Linked DNA regions of Anas platyrhynchos: region 1 is linked to region 2. A link is a contact called in public Hi-C data. All regions are on one chromosome and are shown on one strand. The core of a region is the stretch at or near the end of the contact, and the rest is flanking DNA. Distances in the headings are between cores, read along the strand shown. Region 1 has its middle 23 kb from the start of NUF2. Region 2 has its middle 18 kb from the start of PBX1.

What was found. Hi-C and Micro-C count contacts between places; a contact is called where the count stands out from the background.
Region 1: a Hi-C map of skeletal muscle shows a contact between it and region 2, with 3 times the contacts expected there. The contact joins two enhancer-like sites. A contact is called at or near these places in 3 of 8 Hi-C or Micro-C datasets (liver, skeletal muscle and subcutaneous adipose tissue).

What each region holds. Positions count from the first base shown.
Region 1 is chr8:17,888,842-17,891,563 of IASCAAS_PekinDuck_T2T, forward strand. No RefSeq gene overlaps it. Among named protein-coding and RNA genes, the nearest start is that of NUF2, 23 kb to the right of the region's middle. Within about 2 kb of position 1,385, at least 1 of the 8 cell types and tissues checked has an H3K27ac peak or open chromatin away from gene starts, as enhancers often do.
Region 2 is chr8:17,766,874-17,769,573 of IASCAAS_PekinDuck_T2T, forward strand. No RefSeq gene overlaps it. Among named protein-coding and RNA genes, the nearest start is that of PBX1, 18 kb to the left of the region's middle. Within about 2 kb of position 1,273, at least 2 of the 8 cell types and tissues checked have an H3K27ac peak or open chromatin away from gene starts, as enhancers often do.

The sequences.
Region 1 (2,722 bases), core at 135-2,634, 120 kb after region 2:
ACCTGGGTGGCAGATTTCCATCCAACGCTGCTTTACGACATACACTGGCATGACAGCACAGGATGAACAAGGTGGTGACTGAACAGAAAGCGTGGATTTACCGAGAGCAGGTCGTGCCTGATCAGCCTGCCTCCCTTTTGTGACTGGTGAAATCTAAAGAGACTGGGTAAACTCAAAATAAGGCAGGCAGAAAATGGGCTTGGCCTGGTCAGCAGCAGTACGAGGTCCAACTGATGGCCAGTTGGATACGTAAGTAAGGATATGAGGCCAACATAAAGCTTTCTAGTACTTACATCTTCCGGTGTAGGGATTCAAATTATTTTGGCTTGATTTTGTTTTCAGCACTAAGATCGCTGGGATTTGTCATAAACAAAAGTATCGGTGTTATTTAAAAAGAAATATTAACTATTCATTTAATATTTATTAAAATGTTCATTAAAAATTTAATGTTAGGCAATGAAACTAACAATACTGGTTTTTATTCAAATGCCCTCTCTGATGCTAGGAAATCCAAGCTCCATTTAGCTGGATCCTGCTTCACGAGAGTCAGAACCTGAGCATGAATAAAAGTAGAAGAAATCTTAAGCATTTAAAAAAAACTGGTGAAATTGAGTGAAACAAGTGAGAATTCCCATTTTGCTTGTTCCGTTCTTTACTCTTCGGTGTTCTCTCTCTCCTATTTTAAGGAAGCCATGGAGAAATGGATACAATCCTCAAATACCGCCCAGCTTTCCAAGGAATCCCAGAGAGCACAGCCCTAACCTGCTTCAGGCACCCTTCTTATGCCAGGTAAATCCCATTTGTTCTTCTAATTTGTTCTTCTAATACGACACATTCTGTCTGGAATAAAAGTGTATGCAGAAAGCACACCTACAGTAGCTTCACAAAGCAGTAAGCCTTATCTGGGATGGGAAAAGCATTCCTAAGCAGCCGTCTCTGTAGGACCCTACAGGATCAGCAAGGGAAGCACAGCAGCAGGGATCTTCTCACGGGGAGAACAGCCACCTTCAGCAGAGAGGAGCCGTCCAGAAGGCGAGATTTTCTGTTACCAGGGAAGACAGCTTTTCATCTGGATATCAGTCAGTGTGAAATTAAATCCTGGCACATTTGGGAAATGGTCCACGGAGAGGTGATTAATTCTATTAGGGGATCTGGAGGGAACTCACTCATTTCCATTGTTAAAGAATCCAGAACTCAGATGGTAGCAGAGGGTTTTTTGAGGTCTAATCCTTACAACTTCGCTTCAGGAGCTGCTGCACAGGGTAACCCTAAACATTCCCCAGGAGGATGTCTGGGGGAAGACCACAGCCCTAGGGTGCTTTTCCTTCCAGAACTATTAGCAATTTCCTGGTTATCAGGGCAATGCAGACACACAGAGAACCATGGGAAGAAGCAGCATGATAGAGGGAGCAGGAAATGTTCCTGTGTACTCTCTGTTCAGCCCAAAGGTCAGAGTTACTATTACAGTACTATGCTTGTGCAAAGTGTCACTTCCAACCTTTATTTTTAAACCATTTTTGCAACTTGGAGTGCTCTCCCCCCTCCCAGCTCGATGGAGATGTACTGTGGCTGAAGAATTCCTGGTACTGCAGCATTCACATCCTTTATTTCAATAGAATAAAGCAGAGGACTGGCCTGATGTTTTGGTGTGGGCTCTTTTGTGTGCTTTTTTTTTTTTTTTTGCAGTTGTCATTGTGCCTCATTAGAAGGGTTCCAGTGGCCTGTAAGTGCCCTTCACAACACTATTGAGCTGAGGTACCAGTGAAGCATCACCTTGCAATTAACTGTAGGAAAGGTGCTTTTTTTGTTGTTGTTTTTTATAATTAATTTCCTTTCCTTGCTGTCTTTTCAATTCCACCACCAGCACAGCGCTTTGCTTGCTCCATAATTGATCTCTGTTCCTCATAGGTTTACACCCATTGCTTATTCCATAAGGAATGGAGGATTTCTGGCTGTGGAGACATGAAACCTTTCCATCAGTCCTCCGTAGGAGCAGCTTTCAATATCAGCCCCCTCTGGAATTTGTTCCAAGATAGGGTTGGAAGTTTTTTCACTCCACAAGTAGAAGGAAAGAGGAGGTAAAGGAGACTGACAGGTACAAACCCATCTACCTACATATGTTGCAGCAATCAAGGAGCTTGGCCTTGCTCTGTTAATAGAAGGTGGTGGAGCTGGGGGGACCAAAGGACACATCCAGTGGGTGCAGGAGTTTACCTGGCAGGCTGCTGTGAGAGTGTCAAGCATCGTAACTCACAGCTAAAGTGCTCCTAGTATCAGCTTAGCTCTCCCTTACTGTAAATGAAGTTGTTTGTCCTCCCTCTATAGAGTTTCTTATTACTTATCCCATAGGTCATGCCTTCCCAGTTCTTTCCCATTTGGGGATTTTGGATTGCAGCATGTAGAACTGTGCATCCTGCTGGCCTAGACTTCACCAAATGATACAGAATAGTAGTGTCTCCCCCTCAGCACTTGCACATGACGCTCCTATTAATATTTCCAGGAACGAGATTACTTTTTCTTTTTAAAGGAGCATCACTCTGACTCACTTTGCTGTGATTCACTATGGACCCATATTCTTTCCTGCAATACCGCTTCCCTAGGCAGTTTTTCTTTTTTCAAATCAGATGTTTTCTCCCTAAAGGTAGCTTTTGTCCTGAATTTCATCTTATTGATTTCCAACCGTTTCTTCAATGTGTCTAGATCACTTTGAGCTCATAGCATG
Region 2 (2,700 bases), core at 23-2,522:
CTTGTTTGGGAGAAAACCTGGCCTGAAGGTCATTCCCTTTTCCCAAACCTTTCCACCCTTAAAAAAACAGCTTATTGTGGCACCCAGCTCCTCTGCAGAGGGGAAGGAGGCAAGGTGCAGCTCACACCTCGGATGCTGGCGGGGAGGCTCTGGCAGCCAGCCCCCGGAGCTAAAATAGCTCCTGGCCAGGAGGAGTCTCGGGGGAGCTCCCATCTGCAAGCGAGCCCCGAGCTCTGCCCCTTCCAGCAGGGAAAGAGCTCTCTGCCTCGCTCTGCTGTCTTGCGAAACACCGGTTTCTCAAATTGCTGCATTATTCTAGAGAGAAGGAGGAAAAAAAAAAAAAAAGGCCTATTTTGGGCCCTTTTTAGGGTTATCAAGCAGAGAGGAATGAATACCTGGCAGAAGGACAGAAAAAACAATAGGTTGCTGCCCAGAAAGCCCTCAAAACTGATGGCACGGCGCTGTGTGGCACCTGGGGACAGCTCCAGCCACCCTCCCAGTAAGTCTCCTGCCACAAAGCCTGGGAGGGCAGCGGGGCTGGGGTCCGGATAACCTGGCACAGAGCTGGGAGAAAAAGGCACCCCGTTTTTCCTCCCGAGTCCAAGAAATATCTGAGCTGCACTGGCAGCAAAATCAAGCCCAGAGGAAGGTGCGACGGGATCTCCTGGGACCGAAATGAGAGCTACGATCTTCAAGGAAGCCAAGAGGGAATAAAAGGGAAGAAAGGGTGGGAGGGGAAGAGCATTTACCTGCACAAAAGCGAGAACGGCGACAATAACCCAGCTCAGCTCCGGCTCGCACAGGAGACTTTGGAGAAGGGGGTGGGAGGCAAGGTGGGAAATTACCAGGAGCTTAAGAAAATATATAGGTAAAAATTAAAAAAATAAAATCAAACTGTATCAGCATTGACTAATAATTTCCGGGCTCTGCGCAGATGTCATTAATGACCCTTTTTATTCATGCAGGAGTTCCCAAAGAGGAGCATAATGTTCCATTAGTAATAATTGAGAAAGTCTCCTGTCGGGATTATGTCAAAACCTAGAGATGCTGCGGCTGCCAAAACATTTTGGTGACAAACGTGTGAAGCGTTTGACAGTCGGTGCCACAGCAGGTTGAGGCGGCTTCAGGAGGGGAAACCTAGGAGGAGAGAGGAGGTGGGAGACGGCAGCTGAGCGCCGATCCCCACGGGGATGGCAGAAATCCTGCTCCTCGAGGCTCCTACAGCTGCCCGAGAGCTGTATTTGCAGGATACCAACCCCATACCCCTTCGGCTGGCCCGTCTCCCTCCTCGTGCCCGGGGTTTTGCAATACAGCTGCAACACGGACCCTGCTGTGGCTCGGTGCCACCGGATCCTTTCGTCCAGGGGTGGCCACGTCCTCAGCCGCGGGGACGTTGCGACACGCCGGACATTTCTTGCTGCTTATCTCAGCCCACGGGCCGGGGGCTGCGCAGTCACTGGCACAAAGGGCGAGCCCGGGACAGAGCCTCCGTGGGGAATTAACCCCAAGGTTCCCGTCTGAGCGGGATGGAGAAAATCTCTGGTGACACCAGCACAGCTTCCTGCCTCGCTGGTCAGCCTACGGCAAGGCTGGACAACGTTGAGCTACAGTGTTGGTGCAATTTAGGGAAAAGGGGAAAATAAATTCATTTCGCCCAATGTTTCCTGCTTACAAGCAGGACGTTATCATCTCTCCCGTTTCAAGCAGCAGACACAGAGCCCAGTTTGACCACAGGTGGAGCAAGGGCAGCAGCATCACCCTGGTGCTGCACGGAGGAAAAGCAAGAGGTTTTCCAGGCTCGGTCCTTTTCCAAGAAAGGGTTGGTTAATGCCTTGCAGGAGCCACAAAAACAAGTCCCATCCTCTGCCCCTTCCCCAAGCCCTCAGAGCCAGCGTGATACAGAGCCAGGCTTCCCCGTGGATGGACAGAGGTGGGGTGGCATTTGGAGCGAAGACGTGGATTCAGGCCCAAAGCAGGCAGCTCGTAAAGCCATGAAATTCAGATTTGGATGCGGAGCAGGGGCCTGAAAGCTGCCCTGGTCGGAAGGGGCTGGTGGTGGCTCGCTCCTGGCCCCACAGCACAGCAGAAGGGCTCCTCCCGGGGGCCGGCGCCGAGCAGCTGGTGCCCCTCCGCCCGGTTAACAGCCGAGGGCTGCTCCAGATCTGTTTCCTAGCGCTTTATTCACGGAGAGGCTGCCAACACATTAGCAAAGAGAAATGCACACTGGCCTGATCCTCCCTCCCCAGCTTTGCCTTGCACCAGAGCAAACATGCCGGGCTTTGTGCCCCTCGCTGTGCGTGCCCACCCCACAAAAACCCATCCTGACACCTGCAGGGTCACCACTGCCCCTGGGCACAGCACGGTGGCCGTCTCAAACCGCTGGCAGGATTGCCATTGAGAAGAGTGTGAAGGCTGATGGCTGTAATGGAGCTTACTGGGGGAATTTTGGGCGCTGGGAACGCGTGGTACGTCCCAGCCTGCTCCGATGGGGGTGGAGAACATCCGAGCTGTTCCTTTCGAGGACTAATGATGATGGGTTTTTGCTCGGACTCGAGCTGGCATGGATGAGAGCTCCCGCAGAGCGCCGAGTCAGCCAAATTAAGCGGCGGTCCTCCCTTGGAGAAATCCAGTCTAGAAGAGTTAGTCACAGGATGCTGCCAGCCTGGGTGCAGGCTATTTACAGAAAGAGGCAGCCGGCGA